Linked DNA regions of Sus scrofa: regions 1 and 2 are each linked to region 3. Evidence: chromatin contacts called from public HiChIP or PLAC-seq data. All regions are on one chromosome and are shown on one strand. Each heading gives the region's core, a stretch centred on a gene start, on an enhancer-like site or on the middle of the called end of the contact. The rest is flanking DNA. Distances are from core to core; before and after follow the strand shown. Region 1 holds the start of TNFSF15 (TNF superfamily member 15). Region 2 holds the start of TNFSF8 (TNF superfamily member 8). Region 3 holds the start of TRIM32 (E3 ubiquitin-protein ligase TRIM32).

Region 1 (4,926 bases), core at 138-2,637, 1.7 Mb after region 3:
CATAGTACATATGGGGGAGATGCAGCTTGGGAAAATAATAAGAGAAGAGCTGGACACTGAGGAGGGATGATGGTGGGCAGGTCATGAAAGGCTTTTCAAAGTAGTCTGAAGGGTTTAGGCTGTGACATAAGCAGAAGGAGCAACTGAATAGAGGCTAGTCAGATTGGTTTCCACCACATGCCACAGGACATCCTTAAGCTTTCCTCTTTGTGTAACCAATCTTTTTACAAGGTCCTCTGTTCTCCAATATCAAGTTCGCTAAGATTCAAGGTCTTGTTTCCATACCATGAAGCCTCTCCAACCCCTAGCTAGAAGGGATGACCTGCTCCTGGTAGAATGGGGGTGGGCATCCCTGTACATGCACTGCACAGCATACAGACAGTGAAGCCTAAGTTAGGAAGCTCTGGAAACAGCTTGCCCCAGTCCCAAGCCTGGCTTTACCTCTAGGCTTCATTGCCCTTATCTGTCGAGTGGGAATAACAACATTACTCGTCAAAAGGTTATCTCAGGATAAAATAATTTCATTGATACATTTAACGTGCTCAGAAGAGTGACTGGCGCAAAGTCAGTGTTTATTCAGTGTCAGCCTGTTACATGTTGTGGCCCCTGTACACACCCAGCGGTAGGCTAGTCAACTTTGGACTCATCGGAGAGTAGAAGTCAACGTCCTCCCCTCCTGAACCTCTGTGACCTCATACTCTTTCCTCAGAGAATTGGTCAACACAGGCTAGAAATATAACTTCCTTTCACAGACAACCATGTAGTAGAGACAAGAACCCCAGACCATGATTTAGAAGAACTAGATCCTCTTCCTAGCTCCTCTGTCTGAATCCCTGGCTGACCTAGGGCAAGTGCCTTCTCCTGGAACGTCGGTATTCCCCTCTGTGCAATGGGAAAAAGCTCCTAGGAGGCTCAAAAAGACAGAGGGCTTGGCGGCACTTTACAAAGTGGTGATGCAAACATGCTTTCCATCTCCCAGTCTGCAAGCCCCATCTCATACCTCCCCAACCTCGCTTTCACTTCCGGAAGAAGCACACTCCCCAGACTGGCACACTGGCAGCCTCCAGTGCAGGGAGCAGGTATATTTTCATTTGCCCCACCTACTGACTTGATGAATTCTTTTTCTCCTCCTCCAGGGACTTTCCTAACTTCCTTCTGTAAACGAAGGAAGGAGCACATGAGCACACTGTATATAAATATGCTTGGGAAAGCTTTCTTCTTCTCTTTTTTTTTTTTCCTTAAGCCAAACTTGGTTTCTGTTGTAGGCGGTGCATTCCCTAGCAGGGCGGGGCGCAGTGTATTGTAGAAGGGGAGGTGGGGAGGTCAGGGGGAGGAGCAAGCAGTGATTAATTCACCCACTCCGAGAGCTGGGCTTCTATTTAATGGGGGGGTCTCTTTGCCCAGGAGAATCAGAGGCAACTCCAGAGCCAGCCAGAGCATGGCAGAGGATCTGGGGCTGGGCTTTGGGGAGACAGCCAGCGTGGAAATGCTGCCCGAGCACGGCAGCTGCAGACCCAAGGCCAGAAGTAGGCTAGCATCTGGAAGTGGCAGCGCACGCTGGGCTCTGACCTGCTGCCTGGTGTCGCTCTCCATCCTGGCAGGACTCACCACCTACCTGCTCATTGGCCAGCTCCGGGCCCAAGGAGAAGCCTGTGTGTTTCAGGTAAGCAAGACTCCGTGGTGACCTGGAGGATCAGCAGCCCCGCTGCGGCCACTTGGCCACATTTCCAGCTCTAGACAGAGCTCCGTGATCCATCACATTCCTTGATTCCATATGCAGAGGAAATACAAAACGTGAGGGATGGAGAGGTCCAATTCGATTTTTTTTCTCGGTATTTCCAGGGGATAAATTGTACCTTTTTATGTTTATATAGGGACAACCTCAAGCCACATATTTTAGATAATTATTATTACTGATAATTTGGGAACATTCTTATTTTTTTAAAAAAATCTTTAAGTACAAAACTAGTATCTGATCCTTCAAAAAAAGGTAGAAAACACCCATAAGGAAGAGAAAATGTCATTACCCATTAACATTAGGGGGCATATAATTCCATATTTTTTAATAAAATAGATTGTTTTGTATCTTCTGATATGATTTTATTTATTTTAGTAAATTCACAGCAGCATGATGTTATATAGGTGGTTGTATTACATATTTGTATATGTGTGTGCTATAATTTATTGAATCAGCCCCCTTTCTTGGGTTTAGAAATATTCTTTTTCAGGGTTCCCATTGTGGCTCAGCAGTAACAAACCCGTGTGGTGTCCCTGAGGATTGGGTTCAATCTCTGGCTTTGCTCAGTGGGTTAAGGATCCAGCATTGCCATGAGCTGTGGTGTAGATCGCAGACGCATCTTGGATCTGGTGTTGCTGTGGCTATAGTTTAGGCCGGCATCTGCAGCTTCAATTCAACCCCTAGCCTGGGAACCTCCTTATGCTGCAGGTTGGGCCCTAAAAAGCAAAAAAGGAAAGAAAGAGAGAGAGAGAGAAGGAAGAAAGGAACGAGCCTTTCTCAAAACTCAAGAAAGACCCTCTTACCCAATTTCTATCTCGCTGGTCTTGCTGGGAGCAGGGAGTTGGGAAGCTTAGTCAAAAAAGAATATAGCGTCTAGGGAAAACAATGATGCAATGGTGGGAGGGTACTTACAGGTGACAGGGAAAACATAATTCTAGGCTAGGAACTTCAAAAACCTTAAAGCCTAAAGAATGTGTCATTGAACTAATGTCCTTTGCAAAATACTATCCTGCATAATCTGTGGTAACTGATTAACTGCAGTCCAAAGTATTAAATTTGGGAAAATAAGCTTTTCAATTGGTTTAATTGGAAACTTGTTTTCTAAGCAATGCTGGAGACTTCAAAGCACAGACACTGAGAGCAAGCCATAGTTAATGCGTCACTCTCACTGCCCAGCAGGGTCAGCAAACAGACCAAGATCAGACAGCAGCAGCCATGGCCATGTGCCATCACTCAGAAAATGTGGAAATGGACAGACAACAGGAAATGCTGCTTGGAGTCAGAGGAGAGCAGGAGGGCATGGGGGCTCAGGCTCTGACCCCTAGACTACTGTAGAGTTGTTCCTACAAAGTCAAACTGCAGTGTCCAGTCAGCATTCTGGACTCTGTCTCTCTTTAGCCAGAAAGACATGGTTGTTCTTAAATGAGGCATTCGGTGGCTTCCAGGAACCTGAGCTCTCTGGGTTCTAATGGGAAACCCTCTCTCTGCCCAAAACCATGTCTGAGATTGCCCATGCTGTGTTGATCTAGAAGTCCCTCAGGTGCACTGCCACGGTCCAGCGGGGCCCCGTCAGGAAGAGAGTCTGAAGCACAAGCTGGCACTAGACAGGAAGGGCTGCACATCCTCCCTCCAGAGATGGAAAAGCTAATACCCCCTTCCTGGTATTCAACCAGTCTCCCTGAAGAGTGGATATGCAGGGACATTTGGAGTTGTGGTTTCGCCAGGTTATAGAACTTCTTCTTCTTCTTCTTCTTTTTTTTTTTGTCTTTTTAGGGCCACGACCGCTGCATATAGATGTTCCCAGGCTAAAGGTCGAATTGGAGCTGCAGCTGCCAGCCTACACCACAGCCACAGCAACACCAGATCTGAGCCCCATCTGTGACCTACACCACAGCTCATGGCAAAGCTGGATCCTTAACCCACTGAGTGAGGACAGGGATCAAATCTGAATCCTCATGGGTACTAGTCAGGTTCATTACTGCTGTGGCCCCACGGGAACTCCAAGGTTATAGAACTTCTTGGTTAGAAGAAAGAGAAAGGGAAGTTGGACTGAAGCTGGGGCACATGCGGCAACTTGAGTCCTGAAAAGAAACACCTGGCCCACTCAAAGAAGAGATTTAAAGAATAACCACACTATATTTCTTATATGTGGAATCTAAAATACGGCATAGATGAACCTATCTACAGAACAGAAACAGACTCACAGACATGGAGAGCAGACTTGCAGTTGCCAAGGGGGAGGGAGGAGAGAGTGGGATGGACATGGAGTTTGGGGATAGTAGATGAAAACTATTACATTGACAATGGATAAGCGGTAAGGTCCTACTGTATAGCACAGAGAAGTACACTCAATCACTTGTGGTAGAACAGAATAAAAGGTAATATGAGAAAAAAGTGGGTCACCTTGCTGAACAGCAGAAATTGTCAGAACATTGTAAATCAACTACAATAAAAAAAAAAAAAATGTAAGGAGTTCCCATTGTGGTGCAGTGGAAATGAATCCGACCAGTATCCATGAGGATGCGGGTTCAATCCCTGACCTCGCTCAGTGGGTCGGGGATCCTGCATTGCTATGGCTGTGGTATAGGCTGGCTGCTGCAGCTCTGATTTGATCCCTAGCCTGGGAACCTCCATATGCCACAGGTGTGGCCTTAAAAAGAAAACAACAACAACAAAAAAATTTTTAAAAAGAAGAATATTTCAAGTTAAAAGGAGTCCAAAGAAAGGTCAATGTGCTGAGTTGCAGACAGATTTATGGGAAGCACAGGGCTGGAGGCATCCTGGGTGAGCAACAGTATGAAGCTGGTCACCACCCCATGGCCTGAAGAGGCAAGTAAAGGGAAGAGTTTTAGAGGAATCCAAGGAGACCTAAAATGTAGGAGAAAGTTGCCGCAGGCTGAGTGGAGGCAAGGAAAACTCTGACCACTGTCTGCTTCCAGCATCTTACCCCACTGGCCAGACCCGAGTGGTAGCAGGGCTCCAAGGAGGCAGGGAGCGAGTGTGCCAGGTCAGTCCCGCAGGGCACAGGGTGGAGAGTGGATCTGGAGAGGCTAACAGACACTAACCAGCTCAGAGGAGACAGAAGATGATGGGCTTCGAGGAGGGAAAACCTGATCATCAGGGCAACTTAGGTGGACAAAACAATGAAATGTCAGGGCTCTTCATCACCTGAGCTTGAATCCCAGCTC
Region 2 (4,833 bases), core at 2,238-4,737, 1.6 Mb after region 3:
AACTAATTACAGGCTGAATAGGGGCTGGTGGTGACTCTCATGGAGCCATGGTGGAATGTAAAAGCCAATGGGTGAGCCATCTGGAGAAGGACAGGGCCAAGGGGGACCACTGAGAAGGGAGAGGCAAATATGCCATCACACAATTCCTTTGCATAAGCCGACTTTCTAGAACTTTCTCTTTCCATAAACATAAAATCAACACAATCATGGACTGAAGTTTGACCATACATAGGCCCAGCACCAAGTAATGCAGGGAATCAGATGAAGACTGGAAAAATACAGACAGCCTTCAAGAATTCTCAGTCCAACAGGGAAGGCAAAACTCACACATGTTCACACACTTGACAGACATCAAGACAAATAGATAATGAGAGGCAATATTATGTGGCATGAAGACAGAGGGCTGTGGAGTAAGGATGCAGGTGGACGGGAGAGGCCTGGGCAGCTTTCCTGGAGGACTGGGCCAGGCTGGGGGCCTCGAGGGTAGGAAGGCTCCAAAGCAGCGGAAAATAAGGAGCACACAGGAGAAGCCCGAGTGTGCCTGGAACTGAGCAGAGAGGGGATGAGAATGAGCACAGGCACTTCTGACGGTGTCTCTACCCCTCCTCAGGGAAACTCTCTCACATTATATCCACTCCTTTGTCTCAGTTTCCTGATTTGAGGATGAAGGGTTTTGAGCTAAATCACAAGTTTCCAGATTTTGCTCCATGTTGGAGAGACCCCAGGGCATTAAACGGTGAATGAGCAGTCGGGGCTCAGCCTCCTCAAAAGGGAGTGCCTTTTTACACTCACTGTGCAGTGTCGCTTCCAGAAAGGATTTGAAAATCTCTCAACAAGTAACTCTACAGAAGCTCTTTCATTGATTCTCTGGGTGACTGGATAGAGAGGGGAAAGAAGGCAGTTAGCGCCAGGGATGGGCCACCAGGAGGGCTGGGCGAGCCTCTGCCACAGCTTGACAGGAGAGAAGAGTTTAGAACAATGGTGGTGAGAATTAGGGAACCACTGATGATTCTTGAGGGGAGGAGTGCCAAAGGGAGAGGAGTGAAATTGGGCCAACAAGCAGCTAGGGAAGCAACCTGATCTGAAAATCTCAACTGCTCAGAAGGTTCTGAGTAAAAACAAAGGGTGATTTTTCCCCCTTGTCAGCCTTCCCTCCCAGGACACTGTACTATATGCAAAACGTGTAACTGTAAGACAAACATTTTTTTCCACTGCCCTTCTGAGCCTCATGGGCCTTCAGGAAGACCTGCACTTCAAGCAAAGCCTTTTTATTTTTCAACACCCACAGCTTCCATTCAACAATCAGAAGTTTTCCACTTTCATCAAAGAGACTGCAGAGAGAGGCCAAGGGAGCAGCCTGTTCTCAGCAGCTCCGGGCAGACAACAGAGCCCCCTGCTACCCACTCACTGTCCGTGCCCACCACAGGACACGGCCAGGTACACACCCGCCCCCAAACACAGGCTGACTTCATTCCCACCTCAGTGACAGATCAAATGAACACGTGCACCCACTTCTTCCAAAACCTAGCCCAACCTGGGATCGAGGGGGTCTTAGCTTGCTTGACTGTAAAATGGGTACACTTTATTCCATGCTATTTAGCCCAATAAAACAATTTACCTCTTGACGGTTCTTCCATCTCCAGGATCTATGATTTTATGGATTCACTGGGAAGGAATATCCAGACCACCTCCTACAGTGACCCAACTCGGCTGATGCTCAGCAGCTTGGGACATCTGCGAGGGCAGCAGTGGTAAAAATCCAAGCTTGGCTTTAGACACAGGGCATTTCCTTTGAAGGATCTGGGATTTCTGCTGGCTCTCAGAGATACATGGCAGCCAAAAGTGAGCAGAAAGGGGAGGGTGCAATAAAGAACGGGGTACTTCCAAATGAAGTTTTCAGAGTTACACCCGGAGGCACCAACTATGCAGTGATTCACTTTTTAAATGGTATTTTGAAATGGAGATCATTAGTGACCACAGATGTGACCAGCTCTGTCCTCCAGAAAATCCATTCTTTCTAAATTCCAGACCATTTGGAATGTTTAACCAGAATGGTGCAACACCATCTGCCAAGTCTATTCCCATTCACAGAGTTCTCTTACATCACTAACTCATTTGACCTTCACAGTGGCTGTCCGTGCAGATGGGGAAAAGAGGCGGGGTGGAATGATTTAGACAAGGACCCAAGACCAACGAGGGGGTAGGGCTGAGACAGGCCCTCAGGTTTTCATCCTTCCAGTGCAAAGACATGTTGAATGATTTAGTGTGCGTTCAGAGGCCAGCCAGGGATGGCTTGTGCACCCAAGGCATTTCATTGATCAACATCTGCAACTTTGACAGAGACTCTGTTTATCCTCTCTGATCCTCAATTTTCCCATCTGGAAAAAAGAAATATCTGCCTCGGAGGGCAGAGGTGAGACAACTTCTAAATCTCCTAGCACTGTGCTGGAAACAGAGGATGATCGTTCAACTGTAGTAGTCTCTCTCTCACACTCACACACACACATCACAAACACGCACCTCCTGTCATGAAGGCAAACCACACATGCACAGCATACACGTGCCACACACCCACCACCTACAGGCACAGCACATGCACACACCACAGAGGAACCCCCCACACACATTCTGCACCATTACCACTTCCCCACCCCCACCCTCACTGCCAATTCCTTCCCCTTTTTCTGAGGTTTACAGCAAGTCCAAGTTTATCTGCAAATTTAACAGACTGCAATACACTCTGCAGGAACTTCTGTACAAAAGATCAGTGTTTCTGAAAAGGGTCTTCAAAAGATCAGTGATACTCAGAAAGTATCTCTGAATCTGTTCCCGAATTTCATACCGCCATAAGCTTGTTACCCTTTGGATAAATCTCCAGATTTGTGGGCTCTTCCTTCCCAGATATCTAGTAGTATTTCCAGTTTTTAGCAGGAGCCAATATCATCAATTCTTCTGGTCACTCTACTGCAGCCCAAGGAAGCTAGTCTCCCCAAGGCCCAGCAAAGAGACATTTTCTGATGAGCACCTCTGAGCTGCTGCAGCCCTTGCTAATGTGCAATTTCTCAGTCAGGAAGGCGTTTTGTGTCTGAGACTGACTCAAACAGAAGTTGCTTTGCGCGCGCACACACACACACACACACACACACACACACACACACACACAGAGACACACACACACCCCAGGGTAGGGAAACCGTCATTTTCCTATTCACCCTGTGACATCAGCCACCTTCTCTGTAGCTACAGTTTCTCTTCACTCAAATTAATCCCTGGCGATGAAAAATGAGCCTCTCCCCCACCCCTGCTGCCACCCTTCACCTCACGCCCCCAGAGAAGAGTTTCTTCTTCGTGTGGCGGCCGGTGAAGGTTTTTTTCCAAGTCACATGATCCAGGATGCAGGGGGAGAATCCTTCTTGGAACAGAGATGGGCCCAGACCGACTCAGATGAGGAGAGATAAGGTGTGATGTGGGGAAGGCTATATAAGAATGGACCCAGGGCTCCAGCAAGCATTCAACCCACTGGCCCCTTCTCAAGACACAGCCATGCATGTGCCCGCAGGCTCCGTCACCAGCCACCTGGGAACCTCCAGCCGCGGTTACTTCTATTTCACCACGGCCTCGCTGGCTCTGTGTCTCGTCTTTGCCGTGGTGACCATTATGGTGCTGGTAGTTCAGAAGACGGTAAGTGGACTTCTCTTCTTTGCCTTTCCTTTCTGATTTATGTTCCGTTTTCTCCACAGAGACTTGGGGATAAGCTTAAAAAAAAAAAAAAAAAAAAAAAGCCTGCATCATGTAGAGAAAGGGAGCAGAGAAATGGGAACTTAACCCTTCCAAGTAACATGGCTTTCTGAGAGAAAACTCTGTCAAGCCCTCTTCTCCAACTTTCCAGGCTCACGTGAGCCAAGAGAAGGGAGAGGAGCTATCAGCCTAGAGCAATTAAGATATTTAAAGGTTGCTGATCCAGAGACTGGTATCAAGGAAGGAAGCAATAAGGAGACGTGATAACACACTGGTATCACGTCTTAGGTGTTTTCAGACCAGATTCCAAGGTTCTGTATTCTCAGTCCAAATGTCCCTGAGATTTTGGAGGCTTCATCCAGGGCTAAGAGGTGTTTAAACCAGGAGCTAAGTTTCAGAGGCCAAAACCTGTAAGGGAAGGAAGCAAGAGAGAAAACCAGGGCTCCTCAGAGTTTGGGCATTTCAGCGTTAAAGCTCACAAGACAAATTGAAAACTTCCTTCCAAGCCACTGCTTTGAAGAGCTTAGAGTGTCACAAAAACATAGAGCACAGAGGCAGAACACAAATATTTTTCACACCTGTTCCCTCTGAGACTGCTCAGAATTCTAAAACTACAAGCAATTATGGGTACAACACTGTGGAGTCAAACTGCCTCAGGAAATTTACCCTTTTTTCTTTTTAAAGTAAATGGTAAGATCTGTTGTGAAAACAGACAGATGAAGAAGGAAGCTTCTTCATATTTTAGGAAACTGGTCTTTATAGAGAATCCACCAGCATGTATTTTAAAGAAAATACGGCAGTGATAGTATATATTGAATTTTTAAATTTTGACAGTTTAAAAACTGTACCCCCACCCTGCTACAGTAAGTACATGTCTATCTATTCCTTCAAAGCTCCCATTTTTCATGGTATTACAATCCTGCAGAATTTGTTCTGGTTTCCTTCAGCTGCCTTGGGTTGAATGCTCTTTAACTCATTGATTGCTAAAAAGAATGAAGCTTAAAAGGCTTTGGTATCTGTTTCTCAATCGTCATCAAGCTTTGAAATTTAAATGAAGAACTGAGGCTGCATTAAAGTGAAAGAAAACAGAATTGA
Region 3 (4,904 bases), core at 66-2,565:
CTTCTGGGAAGTGGCAGGGCTGGGGCACAAACCCAGGCCAGTCAGACCTACCACATGCTCCAAACCACCATCCAAAAACTAGTCATATTATACAACACCAGCTATCTTCCTCTTTGTATTGAGGAAGTTTTGTTTTAAAGCCTCAAAAAAAGAGAGAGGATGTTTAAGAATTCAAGGAAAATGGGGCAAGTCATGCCTGTCATGACCACAGAGCATGATCCTGTTAAGGCGTAGATGCTCAGATGAGTTGTTCTGAGCGGCACTGCCAGCAAAAAGGAGGGATTGTCCTCTGCCTTGGGTTTCTGCTGTGGTGGATACTTAGTGCAACCAGAATGACAAGAAAGTTCTCTGGACGGAAGCCTAGTGTGTTTCTACCAGCCACTGTGTTGCAGCCAGGGAAGATGGGGGAGCCAGTGTCAAACCGTTTCTTCCCAGCCTCAAGGCCTCACTTATACACCTTCCATAGACTAGGTGGGGAGTTATCACCCTGTCTGATGAAAACCAAAACTCCAAGCCCCAAATCTCAATTCAGGACTCATATTTTTGTACTGACCTTTCCCCTGTCATAGACAGGAACTAATAGTACTCCTGACAGCCTGGGGATATAGTCCAATCATGCTTTTAAAAAGCAATAACAGAGAGTTCCCGTCGTGGCTCAGTGGAAAGGAATCTGACTAGCATCCATGAGGACACAGGTTCAATCACTGGCCTCCATCAGTGGGTTAAGGATCTGGCATTGCCCTGAGCTGTAGTGTAGGTCAAAGATGCAGCTTGGATCCTGCATTGCTGTGGCTGTGGTGTAGGCCAGCAGCTACAGCTCCAATTTGACCCCTAGCCTGGGACCTCCATATGCCAAGGGTGTGGGCCTAAAAAGAAAAAAAAACAAAAACAAAACAGGAGTTTCCACTGTGGCATCTCTGCCGTGCCAGAATGCAGGTTCAATCCCAGGCCTGGCACAGTGGGTTAAAGGATCCGGTATTGCTGTGGTGTATGTTGCAGGTGCAGCTTGGATCTGAACCCTGGCCTGGGAGCTCCATAGGCTGTGGGGTGGCCAAAAAAGAAATAGGAAAGCAAACAAAAACAACAAAAACCTTTTCTTTTAAAACCATTTGTTTGCCTTTTTTTAAAATGTCCAGTTACTTACCAGTTAAATTAATTACCATGCTTCCCACAAAATCTCAGGCTAAAATAAACACCCTGAGAAAATGTACTTATTTCAGTCCTGTGGCTTTGCATACCCTGGGCACATTATTTTCCTCATACACAGAGACATTTTTAAAATACTCTTTGTGGAGTACTTTAAATATCCTTCATTCATCAGAACACTGTGAACCAGCTGTAATAGAAAAAATAAAAATCATTATAAAAAAATCCTTCATTCAGCGTTTAACCATAATGGTTTTTTTTTTTTAATACAACTTTTAAACCACCTGTATCAGTATCAATTTTCTTAGGCTGTTGTAAGAAGTGTCACAGACTGGTGGTTTAGCACAGGGGAAATTCATTCCCTCACAGTTTTGGAGGCTAGAAGTCTGAAATTAAGGAGGCAGTGGGGCAAGGCTTTCTTTGAAATTTCTAGGGAGGATCTGTAACCAAGCAGGACCCTATGGGGCCTTCCTGGAACAGGACCCTCCTCACCCCCATGGCCTCCACCTGCCTTTTATCTGTGGAAAAACTTTAGTCAAAGAGTAAATTTAATCAGAGACACGAAAAAGGGCAGAAGGAAAAGTGTCAAGTAAAACAAAGTGATAATAGTTCAGCCCTCAGAGTCAAGGACTTTTGCTTCCTCCTCGGGCTATAGCTAATATTTGAACCATACCTTTTGAGCTGTTTGCCAAATACTGAAACCCCCACCAAATGGAAAGAGTTAACTCTGTGCTGCCCACAAGCACATAGACCCCAGGCCAGTTGGAACCAGGTTGATGATGTTGACTCCTGATTACCTCATCACCAGCCAATCAGAAGAGGGTCCATAAGCTGATCACATACCCCACAACCCTCCTCCCTCACTTTGTCTTCAAAAACCTTTCCCTGGAAGCTTTGGGGAGCGCAGGTCTTTTAAGCACTAGCTGCCCTGGACTCTTTGCTTTGCACCCCGCAGTAAACACGGCACCTTCCTTCATCACAACCTGGTGTCAATAGATTGGCTCTGCTGCTTGTGGGCAAGCTAGACCCAAGGATAGTTTGGTAACAGATACATGCCTCTCTAGCTTCTGGTGGTCCCAAGTGCCACTTGGTTTGGGGTAGCATGACTCCAATTTGTCTATGGCTTCATGTGGTCGTTTTCTCCCTGTGTGTCTCTGTCTTCACATGGCATTATCCTCTGTGCCAGTGTCACCTGAAAAGAAAAAAACGCAATCTAAAAATTGAGACTTGAAAACAATCCAGCGGATAAAACGTGAGGACTTACACCTGGAAGACAGCCTCTCAGAAGGCTTGAGGGATGGCTCCTAATAGGTAAGGTGGGAGCCAGGATATATAGAAGTTTGGGAACCAAAACTAGGTAGTTGGACCGTCAGTCATTGTATTGCATTTATTATTATTATTAAGTCCATCGGTGTGTAGTAGAGGGCTTCAGAATCAGAGAAACCTGGGTTTGGAACCCCAGTTTCATCCATCTGGAAGGTTATTTTGGGGAACATACTAAAAGTTGATTGGAGGTAATGCTTGGTAACTTGTTGCACCTGACAAGCTGTATAACCTTGGACAACTTACTTTACATTAGCCTTTCTGTGTTTCCCTTTCCACCCCTGCAAAATGGGAATAATAATAGTTATCTTCCTCATAGTATGTTGTAAATGTTATGATTTAATAGAGCTAAAGTTTTTAGAGCACTGCCTGAATAAATGCTCTGTGAACATTAGCTATTGTCATTATTATTGTTATTTTGACAAAATGTTCTCTTTTCCTTCCCATATTAGCAGCTGAATTCTGAGGAGAAAGAGAAAGGTCTTGTTTATGGAATATAGGGTAGACAGTGGAAGGAGTTAAAACTCAAATATATCCTAACCAAATTTTTCTGAGTCTGGAGGTTTTTAATTGCTAGAATTTTCATGGAATAATATAAAATGATATATCTCTATATGACTTATCTACCACTGAACAACAATGTACCCGCAAACTTTGTGGTTTAAAAGCACATGTATTTCTTATCTCACAGGTTCTGTGAGTCAGGAACACTGAGTACAGCTTACTTAGAGCCTCTGCTTCGTGGTCTTTCATGAGGCTGCAATCAAGTTATTGGCCAGGGCTGGGGGCTCACCTGAAAGTTGGGGAATGATTGGTTTCCAAGATCACTCAGGTAGATGATGGCGGGTTTTGGTTCTTTAAAGGTTGCCAGCTTGAGGGCTTCATTTCCTTGCTGGCTTTGGTTGGAGACTGCCTTCAGCTCCTCGCCACAGCAGTCTCTCCAGGACAGCATATTTCCTCCAAACCAGCAAGAGAAAGGTCACAGTCTTCTGTAAGCTAGTCACAGATGTGACATCCCTCAATGTGGCTGTATTGTGTTGATTAAAAACAAGTTACTGAAGTGGACAAGATAGCAGGCAGTGTAGACTCTCTGGAGGTAAGATCATCATGGGCCATTTTAGAGGCCCATCCTTTTCACTCACCGCCCTGCTCTCCTTCTCCCCCCTTCCTCCCTCCTTTCTTTTCTCCCTCCCACAGTCTTTTATTCTACTTACATATGTCTGTTTGTCTGTCATTAGTTGACTTTCCGCTGAAACTCTGACTCTGATCTCTCTATGCCATACTCAGTCCCTGTGTTTCTCAGTCTAGCCTACACACATGGCACCTAGTAAGTATTTGAATCTGATTTAAATGTACAGCATAAAAGAGCATTTTAAAAGAACCAATTTTGGGAGTTCCTGTCGTGGCTCAGTGGTTAACAAATCCAACTAGGAACCACGAGGTTGTGGGTTCGATCCCTGGCCTTGCTCAGTGGATTAAGAATCCAACTGTGGGTTAAGAATCTCATCGTTGCCATGAGCTGTGGTATAGGTCGCAGATGCAGCTCAGATCCAGAGTTGCTGTGGCTGTGGCATAGGCTGGCGGCTACAGCTCCGATTGGACCCCTAGCCTGGGAACTTCCATTTGCTGTAAGAGCGACCATAGAAAAGGCAAAAAGACAAAAAATAAAAGAACCAATTTTGAAGTTCCCATAGTGGCTCACTGATAACAAACCTGACTGGTATCCATGAGGATGTGGGTTTGATCCCTGGTCTCTCTCATTGGGTTAAGGATCTAGCATTGCCGTGAGCTGTGGCATAGGTCACAGATACGGCTTGGATCCCATGTGGCTATGGCTGTGGCTTAGACTGGCAGCTACAACGTATTCATCCGCTAGCCTGGGAACTTCCATAAGTATGCCGTGGGTTCGGCCCTAAAAAGACCAAAAAAAAAAAATCAGTTTTATCCATCATCTTAATATAACCTTTATATCGGTTATATTTATGTAAATATTTACCAAGTTCTCTTTTAATCTAATTGTACATACATATGAACATGCTGGGTCTCCAACAAGTGTGTTTTTTGTTTGTTGTTTGTTTTTTCCTAATATGTTTTTATCTTAATATGGAAATATGTTTGAAATCTTTTTTTTTTTTTTTTGGCCCTTATCGTTGTCAAACTGGCTACATAAGAATTTGTCATGCTTATCTTTGAACAGTTAACCATCTTGAATAAGACTGCAGAAATGGTCTTATACAAGGGGGGTTTGTGCTTTCTTTAGATGTATTTCCTTGAGCTGATGGAAACATCTGGTTTAGGATTTTGAGTCTTGCTTTTAATATCCTACACATTTCTGTGCATTGGCCAGACTCAATTGATAATGGTTGGAACTGGTATGGATAGTCAAAGTGTGATGGAGTTAAGTTTGGGTAAGTTTGGGTCCGCTTGCCCACAGG

Evidence for each region. HiChIP or PLAC-seq counts read pairs in DNA pulled down with a chosen protein or histone mark.
Region 1: a contact with region 3 is called in an H3K27ac HiChIP or PLAC-seq map of alveolar macrophages. The contact joins the promoter of TNFSF15 here to the promoter of TRIM32 in region 3. A contact is called at or near these places in 1 of 5 promoter capture datasets (fetal liver) and 1 of 2 datasets of contacts at active chromatin or transcription factors (alveolar macrophages).
Region 2: a contact with region 3 is called in an H3K27ac HiChIP or PLAC-seq map of alveolar macrophages. The contact joins the promoter of TNFSF8 here to the promoter of TRIM32 in region 3. A contact is called at or near these places in 1 of 5 promoter capture datasets (fetal skeletal muscle) and 1 of 2 datasets of contacts at active chromatin or transcription factors (alveolar macrophages).

Annotation. Positions count from the first base shown.
Region 1 is chr1:255,345,969-255,350,894 of Sscrofa11.1, reverse strand. It overlaps TNFSF15 (TNF superfamily member 15), which reads left to right and starts at 1,387. Exons shown (of 4, transcript NM_001244555.1): 1 at 1,387-1,663. The coding sequence starts at 1,439.
Region 2 is chr1:255,457,674-255,462,506 of Sscrofa11.1, reverse strand. It overlaps TNFSF8 (TNF superfamily member 8), which reads left to right and starts at 3,487. Exons shown (of 5, transcript NM_001025219.1): 1 at 3,487-3,681. The coding sequence starts at 3,487.
Region 3 is chr1:257,047,832-257,052,735 of Sscrofa11.1, reverse strand. TRIM32 (E3 ubiquitin-protein ligase TRIM32) reads right to left here and starts at 1,315. Exons shown (of 2, transcript XM_021074548.1): 1 at 1,145-1,315. All of the region lies in intron 16 of ASTN2 (astrotactin-2), which reads left to right.